Regions from separate parts of the Mus musculus genome. Here region 2 is linked to region 1. The links are chromatin contacts, called in public HiChIP or PLAC-seq maps. All regions are on one chromosome and are shown on one strand. The core of a region is the stretch at or near the end of the contact, and the rest is flanking DNA. Distances in the headings are between cores, read along the strand shown.

The links. HiChIP or PLAC-seq counts read pairs in DNA pulled down with a chosen protein or histone mark.
Region 2: a contact with region 1 is called in a CTCF HiChIP or PLAC-seq map of the NIH/3T3 cell line, with 5 read pairs. The contact joins two enhancer-like sites. A contact is called at or near these places in 1 of 15 datasets of contacts at CTCF or cohesin (the NIH/3T3 cell line), 5 of 484 Hi-C or Micro-C datasets (the AML12 cell line, bone marrow-derived macrophages, differentiating spermatogonia and 2 more), 7 of 115 datasets of contacts at active chromatin or transcription factors (the NIH/3T3 cell line, craniofacial prominence, embryonic basal ganglia and 4 more) and 1 of 9 other capture datasets (embryonic tail).

Annotation. Positions count from the first base shown.
Region 1 is chr10:67,327,018-67,333,888 of GRCm38.p6, forward strand. No RefSeq gene overlaps it. Among named protein-coding and RNA genes, the nearest start is that of Gm46230, 20 kb to the right of the region's middle. Within about 2 kb of position 3,769, at least 11 of the 459 cell types and tissues checked have an H3K27ac peak or open chromatin away from gene starts, as enhancers often do. A contact at or near this core is called in the NIH/3T3 cell line, where this site is marked.
Region 2 is chr10:67,743,778-67,750,648 of GRCm38.p6, forward strand. Gm40681 (a long non-coding RNA gene) reads right to left here. Exons shown (of 3, transcript XR_871797.3): 2 at 6,237-6,353; 3 at 5,375-5,461. Among named protein-coding and RNA genes, the nearest start is that of Gm40681, 31 kb to the right of the region's middle. Within about 2 kb of position 3,779, at least 29 of the 459 cell types and tissues checked have an H3K27ac peak or open chromatin away from gene starts, as enhancers often do. A contact at or near this core is called in the NIH/3T3 cell line, where this site is marked.

The DNA.
Region 1 (6,871 bases), core at 2,519-5,018:
GTACAGACAAGTGTTAGCAGGAGTGAGCTCTCCGGAAAGGAGCCTGAAAAGTGGTGTGGGGCGCAGAAAAGGCTTTCTAAGTGGCTAGGAAGAACCCTCCGGAGCCGATTTCTCAAATAAAGAGCCTTGGGTGTGAAGATGGCTCCAGGTCAGACACCCACTGTGGAGGTACTTAGAGTGAAGTGCAAGCTCCAAGGCTTGATAGAGAATGTTCTAGGAGTATGCACTGAAAAGGGGTGATACAAAGCTTTTTTTTTTCTTTCCTCCTGGGTGCTGCCTGCTGAGAGGACTTCATTTGAAGCTCAGGACCAAAGTAGCTGCATTCAGTCTGCTTGGGTTTTGTGTTTGGTGCTGAGACAGTCTCCCTAGGTAGGCTTGCCTAGTCCAGGACTCACTCTGTAACCGAGGCTGGTCTTGAACTTGAAATCTTGCTGTCTCCACTTCTGAATGGCTGGTATTATAAGCATGTATTCAAACTACTTAGAAGGGTTTGGTAACAGAGGACCCTTATTAGGGTGGGTGGGTGGTGGTGGGTAGGGATGACATAAATGTACATTCTATGACCACTGTAGAGACATTGCCCCGTAGATGCGTCATTCATAAAGCGATCCCCAGAATTAACTTAACAATTTCAAATGTTCAAGCAGAGAAAACATAGGCAGAGGTAGGGAGCCGAGCCTGCGAGTGCACTTCATAGCTAAGTCCTCTGTTAGTGGGGAAATGCTTCCCACAAGGGGTTAATGATGACATTGAAAGCTGGGAGTGATAGATGCTATAAGCCTGGCACTTAGGAATCTGAGGCAGGAGCATTGCCACGGTTTATAAAGCAGCTAGTGTTAGGTACCAAGACCCTGTCTTAAAAATAAACTCAAACACAAGGTTCACCTTGCCTTTCTTTGGAAAGTATTATTTAAATGGAAATTTGAACTGAAAGGTGTGTGTGTGTGTGTGTGTGTGTGTGTGTGTGTGTGTGTGTGTAATCAGCTCCACTATCAGGATTTGAAGTAACATACCCAGAAACTATTTAATTAATGTTTCCTTCATATTAAAAAAAATGGCCCTAGGGAAACCAACAAGTTGGCTCTCAGGGTATTGGGAAGGGGATCTTCTTGGTGAGATTGTTTTAGAAGCAGGGGGTACCCGATCTAGGAAGGAAGGAAAGTGGTATCCATCTGCAGAAGGGGAGACTAGCCAGACCTGGCCTCTGCTGCTGAGGGCTTGACTCTGTCCTCAGGGTGGGAAGTGGATCCCAGTTGGAAATCGGTGCTGTTCGTTGGTGGCTGGGTCCAGCTTGTGGAGTGGTCCAGCCTGTGGAGAGGTCCAGCCTGTGGAGAGGTCCAGCCTGTGGACAAGGTCCAGCCTACGGAGGGGTCTAGCCTGTGGAGGGGTCCAGCCTATGGAGAGGTCCAGCCTGTGAAGGGGTCCAGCCTGTGGATAGGTCCAGCCTTGTGGAGGGGTCCAGCATCATTTCAGTGGCTTGTTGAAGCACTCACGATTCCCGTTGATTTATCATTCTGTCATTGTGTTATGTAAATAGGAGGCAGGCATCTTTTTGTATGTGTCTTGGGGTTTAATTGGGTTTGGGGCTGGGGGGAGGCGGTGGGAGGTTCCAGGGCTAATAGTGTTAGCTTCTTCCTCAGTTGCAAACACTTCTCATGATGGATGAAACAGGAGCCGTAATGGCAGCAGCCAAACTGTTAATGGGATTCCGTATGGGGAGGAGGAGTGTGATTATTCCAGCAATCTTTATGACAGTAACAGAGAAGGATCTGTAAACTAAGGGAAAGTCACTTATAAATGTGACCATGCATCAAAAACTGTAACGAGGTATGCTAATTTGCCGGCTTCTCAGCTACTCAAATTTTATTATTTTATGGAGGAGTAAACTCTCTCTCTGTGTCTCTCTCTGTGCTTCTTCTTTCCCTCTCCCTTCCTCCCTCTCTCTGTCTGTCTCTCTCTCTCTATCTCTTTCTGTCTCTGTCTCTCTGTCTGTCTGTCTCTCTCTCATACACACATATAAACACTGTGAACCTTGCAATCCTGTTGTTGTCCCTCTGCCTTTCAACGGTCTCTGGGAAGCACTGAGTCCGCAGCCTGAAAGTTGCCTAAGTCATCTTTCTTTTAACTTTCCCGATGCAGAAGTTTGAAGTGCTACGGAAGCGATAGATAAGAACTCAAGTCTGAGAGCAGTCATCACACCCACTGCCTAGCTACAGTAGGCGCTCAATAACTGTTAATGAGTGTACCCTCCCATCATTTGGTCTAAGTCAGGGGTTCCTGTCTTGCTCTTGCTCCAATAGGTACGACATTCCCTAAAACAAATGCCTGAATCCGAGGGTGGGAGGAAGGTTAATTTTCTTTTAAGAATGAATTGGAGAGTTGTTTAAAAAAGAACGGCCACAACTTCGAGAGAAAAACGGTGTGTACACAAGTGTGGCGTCTATTATCATCACTAGGAAGTTGCTCACAGGTTTATTGCATGCTTGACTTTGCATGCTAGAAAGTCCCCCCATCCACCCCCATCTCTGATGCTCAGGGAAGAATGCTGCAGTATCGCTTCGCTGGGGTGCCTACCTCACCTTTGGCAAGCGTACCCCTCTTTATGCTGATGCTTAACAAAAAGGCGTTCAGGAATGGGCTGGACATCTCAGTTAGTGCTGAGATGACAAAACTTCGGCAGAACAACAGTCCCCAGTTAGGGATGCCAAACAGGAAGGGCACATCTGTGCAAAACAAGCCTTAAGCTGGAAGGATGAATAATGGCGCTGTGTGGGTGGAGCTTTCTCTATGGCAAACTCTGGCCAGGCCTCTCCGTGAGCGGCTGTCTGATAACAATGGAGGAGGCTTTGTGTTCCCTCCGCCTCCCACACACCTTTGTAAGGAAGCTCGGCAGGGGAAGGGAGGTCGGTGGTAAAGATTCCTCTGTCATTAGAGCTCAGGTATCGATTTAGGAGCAGGAGCCTTAGGAATAGGAGTTCTCGGCAGGGATGGGAGAGGGGGGTTTGCTTTGACTTTCAAATACTCGATAGAAACTATTAGGCGATAGATACTTAAAGACTGCCTTGTTTTGGGTTTAATTAAAGTTTTGTTTTGTTTTGTTTTGTTTTTAACGTGAAATGAGTTCATTTTCATTGTACAAACCTGTGAATTTTAACACTTTTAGAAATATGAAGGTTTGTTTTTGGTTCTAATGGAGTGTGTGTGTGTGTGTGTGTGTGTGTGTGTGTGTGTGTGTGTTTGTGTGTAGAGGCCAGAGCTCAACTTTGTTGAGCTATCTACCTTGTTTATGTTCTTTTTGATTGTGGGGTGTGTGTGTGTATATGTGTGTGTATGTATGAATGTGTGTATATGAATGTGTGCATATGTGCGTATGCATGTGTGTATGTGTGTATATATATGTATGTATGTGTGCATATGTATATGTGTATATGTGTGTATATGTGTATGTGTATATGTGTGTATGTATGTATGTGTGTGTATACGTATGTATGCATGTGTGTATATGTGTGTATGTCTGTGTATGTATATATGTGTGTGTGTATGTATGTACATGTGTGTGTATAAGTGTGTTACATATATGTGTGGAGGTCAGAGAGCACCTTTGGGGAATCAGTTGTCTTTCTACCTTGTTATGGCAGCCTTCTCATTCTTCCTACACTGCATCTCCATGCTTGCTTCATGGGTTCTGGGGGGTCTAACTCAGCTCATCAGCCTTTTATGGCAAGCACCTCCATCTGCTGAGTCATCTCCTCTGATCTGCCTTGATTTCGGTCCAGATTTGGTTTGACTGGCTGGCCTCCGAGCCTCAGGAATCCTGTCTCTACTTCCCCAGTACTGGCCTTGTGCCTGTGCACCACCCATCCTTTTCACATGGGGGTTGAGGCTTGAACTTGGGTCCCTGTGCTTATGAGGCAATCTCTCTACAGGCTGGGCCATCTCTCAGTACCAGGAGCATGGCACAGCCTGATCTCTTGGCCCACACTCGGCCTGTTGGCTGTCATCAGACAAGGCGAGATCACTCTAGTGAAGAATACACACATTGTTTTCTGTGTGCTTCTCAGCTTCCATGGACTTAGCCTGTCACTCACAGCTTCCGTGTGTCTCACTAACCTCGAGAAAACAAAGGCTCTCACTTCCTCTTCCCTCCCTCCCTTCTTTTATTTCCCCTTCACTTCTTCCTTCCTTCTGTTTTGAAAACAAACTATTTTACGTATTCATGTGTGTGTATTTGTCTGCATGTGTGTCTGTGTCTGTGGTCCACGCACACACAGTATACCTGTGGGCATCAGAGGATAACTTCTGCAAGTCCACCAAGGGTCCCTGGGATTGAACTCGGGTTGTCAGGTTTGGCAGCAATCGCCTTTACCCACTGAGTACTGTCACCAGCCCATTCACTCTTGTTTCCAACAGTGTTTTAAAGACAGGATCTAACAAACGGAGTGAAAATCTGAATGAGTCAACTCCACTGCCTCTCATCTCCATGACTTCTGGCAAGTCACTTTTTTCATCTTGGGGAGGGGACGGAAAGGGGGAGAGTGGAGGATGAAGGGGAGGGGAGAAGAGGAACAGAGTAATTGATTGCAAAAGTCAGGTGTGGTGGTCCAGTCTTATTAGCTAATATGCAGGAGGCTGAAGAGGGAGGATATTAGGTTTGAAGCCATCCTGGGGTCCATGGGAGGATCTTGAATTTGAGGCCATCCTGGACTACATGGGAGGATATCGAGTTTGAGGCTAGCCTGGGCTACATGCAAGGATCTTGGTTTTGAGCCATCCTGGGCTATGGGGGGGGGAGCTTGAGTTTTAGGCTATCCTGGGCTACATGGGAGGATCATGGGTTTGAAGTTATTCTGGGCTACCTGCAAGGATCTCAGATTTGAGGCCAGCCTGGGCTACATGAATGAGACCCTATCTCAGAACAAATGAACAACAGAGCTGCAGAGTAAGGAACAACCTGTCAGGTGAAAATTGTTCAATTTAATTGAAAGGCTTAATTTCCCTCCACTTAATTAGCATACAACTTCCTGCCAAATTCTGAGATCAAATTAATTATTAGCTAATGCCTAACTTCCACCCGAGAATGTAGTTATCATTGTTGAAATGTAAATATATCTGAATTAGGTATTAGTCATTTACACCTTAGTGTAATTAAAACAGGATTAGTTTAAGAGCCGGAGTAAAAAAGACAAAATGTGGGAGCTAAATAGATGCTCAGTAGTGACAGTGGAAAGTTAGAATTCCTACAGAAGTGACAGTAGTGACAGTGGGAAATTAGAATTCCTACAGAAGACCTGGGCTTCCTTCCGGGAAGCTCACCTGTAACCCTGGCTCTGGGGTGGACTGGCACTTCTGGCCTTTCCAGACATCTACATTCATGTGCACACATGTGCACATATATACATAATTAAAAGTTATAAAAGCAAATCTTGAAGAAAGGAAATGTGTGAGCACTGTCTGTTGGAAGAACATCTGCAACAGAAGACAGATGTTGGGAAAGATGCCCATTCTCTTGAAATTGTAATCTGAGGACACCCAAAGTAGTCCTTTCCTTTTCTTTAAAGTGTTTATGAGTGTATGTGTGAGTATGTGTGTATGAGTATGTGTGTATGAGTGTGTATATGTGTGTTTGTGTATGCATGTGTGTGTATGTATGTGTATACATGTGTGTATGTATGTGTGTGTGTTTATGAGTGTGTGTATATGTGTGTGTATGATTGTGTGATTGAATGTGTATATGTGTGTTTATGAGTGTGTATGAGTGTATATGTATGTGTGTGTGAGAGTGTGTGTGAATGTGTGTGTGTGAGTGTGTGTGAATGTGTGTGTGTATATATGTGTGTGTTAAACTCAGGTGCTATCCCTCAGAAGCTGTCCATTTATTTATTTATTTATTTATTTATTTATTTTCTGTTTTGTGACAGAATCTCCACTCCCTGGGACCTGGGGCCAGAGATCCACCCATCTCTACTGCCCTAGTCCAGGAATTGCAAGTGTGAGTCACCACACCCAACTTTTTTGACTTGGGTTATTGGGATCTCAGACTCAGATTCTCATGCTTGCATGGCAAGCCTATCACCTGAGCTCTCTCCAGAGCCCACAAGATTTCTTTTGTAACGCATTTCGTAACAAAACCTGACTTTGCCCTGAACTCACTTGGCAGCCGAACTTGGCCTCCTTGATGGATAGGAGCCCACTGTTTAGATCCCTCATAGAACCCCAGTGTGGCCATATTGATATGCCTGGCTGCTGAACCGTAATAGCTTTTAGGACACAAAACTTCTCTCCAGGCCTCTCTGGGGATGCATCGTGGTGCACAGCAGGGTACTGAGAAAGAACACTGCATGCCCAGTGACTCCAGTGCCAGTGGCACTCGCTCCGTGGCTCTGCCATTGCTTCCTGTGCCCTTGGTGGCTTCTGGATTATTTTCTTCTGACCTCTCAACACAGAACCATGACACTGGAGGTTACTGGTTCTGGCTGCAGGGTTCACATGTGATTGCCATCACCAAGGTCCCTGCTATGACCATCATAGCCAGGATCATGGAGCAGGAGGGCAGACTTCCTGCCATGGAAGTTAATTTCCACAGAGAAGTTTCTACATATTCAAAATTGTCATTTAAAGTAAAGTAAACCTGTACAGTGTTTATAGTTTGACGTGAACATTTGTTTCCTGCCTCTTGCCTCTGAGTGAAGGAGCAGACGAGACTTTCAGAGTTCCTCTCTTCCTCCTGAGCATCTTGTTTTCAACAGAAACTTGAATCTCCCTCTTTGTGTTTGGACAGGGGATTCCACTTTGCACGGACAGACTGGCAGAGCTTGTTGAAGATCAATGATCACAGATCACACACACACACACACACACACACACACACACA
Region 2 (6,871 bases), core at 2,529-5,028, 420 kb after region 1:
TTACCGCAATGACCTCACCTCACCCGAGGCCAGACCGTGACAAATCAATTGCAAGCCGCAAAAGCTGGCTGGTGGGGACTCCCGGGTGAATCTCTGCCTCATGTTTTGGATAGCTATTTAACTCTACCAGGGCCTGTCTCAACTCCTTTTTCAGCTGGCACCTTCTTTCTTCTTCCCGTGAGAGACTGTGCCATCCACAGTCTGACATCCTTACTGTCTTTTCAAAGAAGCTTTTGGAGTTGGCCACTCTTGTTCCCTTGTGGACAGCCTCAGTATCTAACAGGCTTCATGCATAGACAGTGAACTTCTGTCTAGCTTTGAGTTTTAGATTTTTATCTGTAACCACCACTGCCAAGACCAACTTGATAAAGTACTAAAGCTCCAAGACCCCCTAAGCCTTCAGCTTCTCAGTGTTTAACTCGAATGCCAGCCCACTTAAAGAGAGCCACCCTTGATGTCTGCGGAGGCTGTTTCTATCTCCCCCAGTAGATAAGAAAGTCCACAGATACTCATAGCCTTTCCAGAAAAGTATTTACACAGAACCTACACATTCTTTCCTGTCCCTTAAGTCATTTCTAGATTACTTTAGTACTTGATAATATCTAAATAATATGTAGATAGTTGTTACGCTTACGGTTCGTGGGATAATGACAAACAAAAGTGGTCTTCTAAGATGCAGTTTTGTTCCATACGTTCTTGATCTGAGGTTGACCAAATTCAAGGTTGTAGAACTCAGGGATACGGAGGGTGATGGACTGTAGCCCTGAGTGATGACCCAGGTTCGTTCTGCTAAATTTAAGATTATGAATGTAGCATTTCTGAGGTTCAGGCACCCTCTGCCAGCTTTTGCAGCCTCTTTCTGTGTTCTCATCTCTACAATGAGGACAGAGACAGGATCGTGTGGATCAAAGGAGATGGCCTTTGTGAGATGCCTTCATCTTGATGCCTGGCACATGAGCATCACTTAAGAGACACACAACTACAGCTGTAGCAGTGTGGACTCTACTAGTTAAATGACCGAAGCCCAGGATAGCATTGCTTAGCTGGGCAGCTTAGATCTGAGATATCTGGATCTAGAGTGGATCCATGACCCTTACTTCAGTTCCCTCTAGATCGTCCAGGTCTGTATTTCTCTGATGGGTTCCACTGTTCTGGAACAATCCTTGCAGCATGACAAGGTGCTAAGGCTACCTCCTAGATTAGCAATGGCATCTCTAGAGTTTTCCTAGAATCCTGGAATGGTGTTCCATTGGCCTGGCTGGGTCACACTTCCAACTTCAAATTAGTCACTCTGGCCCTGGAGTAGAGCAATGCCCTAGTTGGCCAGGTCTGAGCTGTATATCCATTGTAAGTGAAGTGTAAGGGAGTGGAAAGGCTTCAGATAGACATGACGTCATGGTAATCAGACACAGGAATGGAGGCTGGGAAGAGTTCTAGACAAGCTGTATCTGCTCCAGGGGCGATTGCAGCCACTGACCTGGCAATTTACTATTTGTCCCGGGCTGTCACCAATACTTCTGTCATCTCTTCCACTCTAAGCTGTACAACAAGTACAGGTTGGCTCTTCAGGGGAAGAGTGCCTACTTAATGTGTATGGGATACTGAATTCAATTCCCAATATGCCCAAAGCAAAATAAGAACCATGGTGGGATATTCTAGGAAACAGCTAGGTGGCCAGGGAGGTGAGTGGGAAAAATCATTGAAAGCAATAATCGGGAAGAAAGGCACCCTGGATAGAAGTTAATTATATATAAAGAGGAATTAGCAACAAAGTCAAGATGAAGGAGAGCAAAGCCCCAATCAGAAGGTCTTAGAAGAGAGACTGTGCATCTTTTGGAGCTAAGTCCTTCATAAACAGCAATGTGGAAGATGCTTTAGTTGCTAAATTACACATACCTCAAGATAATTGTTAAAGACTAACAGGCCATAGGTAGTAGGCTTATTGTACCTAACTATCTTTCACCATGGGTCCTTGTAGCAAACAAAATTTCCCCCATAAGAAATCCTTTTCACAATGCCATCTTCCTGTAAGCATCCCTAAAAGTTCATCCTCTACCTAATGAATTCATAACATTCTAATTATTTTCTTCCTGTGTTCTAGGCTGACAGAGTCTATGATGTGGATATCATAAGAGGAAGTTGGGGGCCATCTCCTGCCTTGAGACACTGTTCACTTGGCAATGTCATTCATTGTGCCTTCAAACAACTGCCTTACCCAAGGGTCAATGACGTGTACAGGTATGTAAATCCCTAAGACAAGGGTGTCATGAAACCAGCTACTCTGGCTTTGAACCCTATATTTTACATGCAATGTGCTCTGTCAATAGAATAATCTGCTATGCTATACGGAGTGTTGGGAAGACTTGGCATAGAAGACTTGTTCATCTACGGAAATGAGAATGTTCTCAGAGATTTATTCTTCACTTAGGAGTCAATGAAATATGACAGCTGATACACTATAGGCTCTGCTCAAGGCTCAGTCTCTCTGTGCAAAACAATTGGATATCGGTGGATAGAGCTGGTTAGTTGAGCCATCTGGTATTTTACTTGAAGAGCATCCAGATCTTGTTGGCCAAAGTCCATGTGAGTCTCATAACTGAGCTGATTGGGCCAAGCCAATTGCTCAGTTTCAGTGTAAGCAGAGTATACATGCTCTCTGTCTTTTTTTATTTCTCTTCTAAAATCATATACCGTGAGTATAGCATAGAGTTTGTGTAGAGTTACATGTGTGTGAGCATGTGGGTATGTGCACACACCTGGGTATGCATACAAATGTGTATGTGTGTGTGTGTGTGTGTGTGTGTGTGTGTGTGCTCGGCTATGGAGACCAGAGAAACATGTCTGGTGTCATTCCCCAGAGGACACTCTTACTTTTGTTGTTGTTCCTTTTTTTTAAGCCAGGGATCTCTGACTGGCCCCCTGCTTACCACTTAGGTTAGACTGTCTGGCAAGTGAGATACAGGGACCTGCCTGCCTCTTGCATCCCCTGGGCTAGCATTACAAGCACCCCTATACTTGCCGCCTTCTTCTTCTTCTTCTTCTTCTTCTTCTTCTTCTTCTTCTTCTTCTTCTTCTTCTTCTTCTTCTTCTTCTTCTTCTTCTTCTTCTTCTTCTTCTTCTTCTTCTCCTCTTCTCCTTCTCCTTCTCTTTCTCCTCCTCCCCCTCCTCTTTCTTCCTCTTCCTTTTCCTCTTCCTCTCCTCCTCCTCCTCCTTCTAATTAATGTGGGGTTTGAGGATCAAACTCAGGTCCCTGTACTTTCAATGTAAACACTTTGCTAACTAGGTCTTCTCCCTACCCCTCCCATATACTTTAATGTAATGAATTTCCAAAGAGAAAGAATGCATATTTCAAATGAAGAAGGTTTCTTCAGTGAGTAGGGGGTGTTCTTAGGAAAGCAGTTGGATCTGATAAATTTGCCACATAGATGCAGAATAAATAAAGTCACCTTACATTTCTAGACTTTATAAATATGTTTTCAAACCATTTGAAATGTAGTCATTCTCTCTGTAAACTACCCGCCCCCCAGTCAGTCAGGGCTGATACCTACGTCATGCACACCCTACTGGGGCAGACTCTCCCATAATGAACACTAATAGAGACACTCTTTGCCTTTGTTGAGCAAAGCAGTCATTTGGTTTATTAAAGCTTTCCTTTATTTTTTTTCTTTTATATTTTGAAGGGTGGTGCAGACCAGATTTCAAAACATGGCTCAAGGAGGCAAGAAACCATTCCCTCAAGTGTTTATGAAGTGAATCACAAATTCATTCAGCATGACTTCTTACCCAGAGAAATGAAGGCAGGATGGCAACAAGCTGAGTCTCCAAGCCTTCAACCTTAGGATCTCCTTGGGAAAGGGTCACAAGGGCAATTATTTTCAGCTGTCCCTGCCTTGCTTCCGCTGGCCATGGAAATCTCCAGGCAGGAGGAAGGCAGCCTCTGCCTAGACCGTAGACTGGCCTAGACAGGGCTTGGAAAGTCGGGATACAGTTTTCCTGAAGCTTCTTAATTTCCCCCATCCCTCCCTGATTGAAAACACCACTTATCCCATTACAGCATGTGGAAAGAGAGGGGAGAGAAGCAGGCGGATCTGAACTCGGGATAAAAATGACTTTATGGGGTTATTATTCTCATCCATAACAGATGACCATTTTCATGTCATTTAGCTGATTCCCCTACAGGCTCACTTGGAGAAATACAAAGTGCAGTCATCATGCTATTTATCTTGAGCCCCCCCCCCCCCCCGACGAGACCCGTGTACCTCCATGTAATGACTGGAGAGCTGTCGCTTGAGTCTTTTCTTGGAAATGTCTGGCCATTTGCTAGAGACCAGTTACCCATTATTTCATCGGCTGCATGTGAAGAATTCCCCTCTCTCACTTACACTGTGGTGAGTTCTAAAGCTTCAGACTTCCTCCAGTGTCTGGGCACTGTCTGGAGACATGGGTTCTAAGGAAATCTGTGGATTCATGCTATTCCTCTTTTTTCAGGTGACAGCTGCTTCTTGCCCGGCAAAGCTTCAGCACGAGCTCCTAAGTACCCCCAGCCATCTTGGATTGGGAGCACTTGGTGAAATTTGAAGATGACCTGTCATTCAAAGGGCACATAAGCACAACAGGTTTTGAATGAAAGAAGATGCTAGAGTAGCAAAAGCTTTGAGCAGGCTGCAGCACCCTAGTCGCTGACATCAGCAATCTGCTTATTATTATATTACTATGCAGCTGGATCTCCATCTGTGGCACTGCTGGCTAAGTATCATTTCCACTTTATGTAAAGAACATGGATTCGGTGCTGTGTCTCCTGAGCTAATGAGTCAGATTTCGAATGAGTCTCTTAGCCGTGTCTATATAGGAACGAGGTGAGTCCAGGCTACGGACCAACTTCCAGGGACTTGGATAAAAGAAAAAAAAATAACTTGACTCACTCTCAGTGTAATCTGGTCAGAAAAGAACCAGAGAGTAAGTCAGAGAATGGGGAACAGTGTATGTTCTCATGGGTTCGCACAATGCACACCCTCTAGTGATTTTCAGAACTGGATTCCTGAGGAACTTCTGACATGAGGCTAGAAAGGGGAAGAAGCATGGGGCCTGTAAGCCCTGGGATGTCCTCAGTGGAGTATCGCAAACTAAACCAAAGAAATCCAAGGCTGCTTCATCAAAATAGGTTGAGGCTGTCTAAGGAAAATCATTAGCTCCTAACAAGTCACATAAGTATACGTGGACAGAAAGTATCTAATACAAATATAGCTGTAGCACAGAGTGTTTACATAATAGGCCATCATCAACTTCCTCTTGATTTTATAAATGAGGGAGGAATCATGACAAATGGATACTTTATTTCTGTTGATAACAGCAGGTCATACATTACCATAGGGTACCTTTTGTTTTTCTGTTTTAGTAGGCAGGTACAAATAAACGAGGAACATGGGTAATTCCCAAGGACAGTATCTAAATGCCACCATACCTGGAGAACAAGAAAGGCCAATCAGAATCAACAAAACAGTCTCTAGGTCCTTAGGTCCCCTGTCACAGAAGAAAATATCAAGAGAAAGGAGCCCATCGCAGCATGTTCTATAGGGACACATCAGCCCTGAGTTCCAGAAAGGAGAAATGACCACATTCCAGGCTTCTCTATGGGGATGTATCTTCTCAGTGTGTCCTAAAATCCCACGTCACAGCCCATGTTCAAAGTGGTACCATTCGTCTATCAACATGTTAATGTGTGATCCGCTACATGGGTAGTTTTACTTTATTCTCTTTCTCTTCTTTCTCACATGGTTCCTGAACTACCAGCAAGCTTTATTTTAATTAAAATGCCAGTAAGGTTTATAGTGATTTCTGTAATGCTAATAGGCAGAATCTATATATCATAATGTCAGGACAATGCATTGGCTCCTACCAGCCATGTTCAATTAAAGGATAAATCATTTTCAGAAGAACATTAAGTACGGGAAATTTAAATATAAATAAGACAGAAAATTAAAACTCCCTTGAAGTAGCAGATGAAAATTTGTTACGAGAGGGAGATTAGCTGAGTAAACAGAGAACGAGTATTACTTTAGATATTCCGACAGATCTAATATCAAACTTTTATAAGACTGATCCTTGCTTCAATATGATTGTGTGTACATGTACGTAGGTGTATTATGTATGCCTGTAGATGTGTGTACAATGTATGTGCTTCACCTTAGTTGCAGGATATAGAACAATTAGGTTGGAATTGAACTAGAAACTGTTACCTCACTGGCTGGTTTTCACAGGGCCACAGGAAGGTGTTCAGCAGGTTTCTTAGAGGAGAAGGGACGTCAGCTCAACACTCCTACCCAGCTATGGCTCCTAAGAATAAGGATCCTAACCTGCAAGGCAAGATATGACCTCTTGTATAATAGTAATACAATTGCTATGGCGACAACCAACTGTTCTCTGCTTGGGTTTAAGGCTTGTTCTACAAGAGGAAGAAGGTCCTGCCTGGTAGTGTAGACTCAGTCAAAAATACTTGACTGAAGAAGTCTTAGGCCCTAGCAACAAGCTTACTAGTCTTTTTAAACTACACTGATACAACATCAAAATGTCTCCCATGTTTGTATCCATAAGCACATGCTCTGCTGAGCCTTTATTAGAGACGTGTCTATGTGTGGAGGAGGCAAAGATTCATGGCTGCTCAAGGGACTGAGAGTAAGTGATAGCTGAATATTCAACCCTAAACAGGAGATGTATACCTTTCTCTCTAAGGCTCAGAGAGAAATTCAGAAAGAGTGTACCGGAAGATAAGGAGAGGAGCTACAAAATCCCATAGTCCAGGAACAGTATGGCCATTGCAATCAGGAACTCTCAGCAGCTGCAGCTTCCTGGCTAGGCTTACATTAACCTGGGC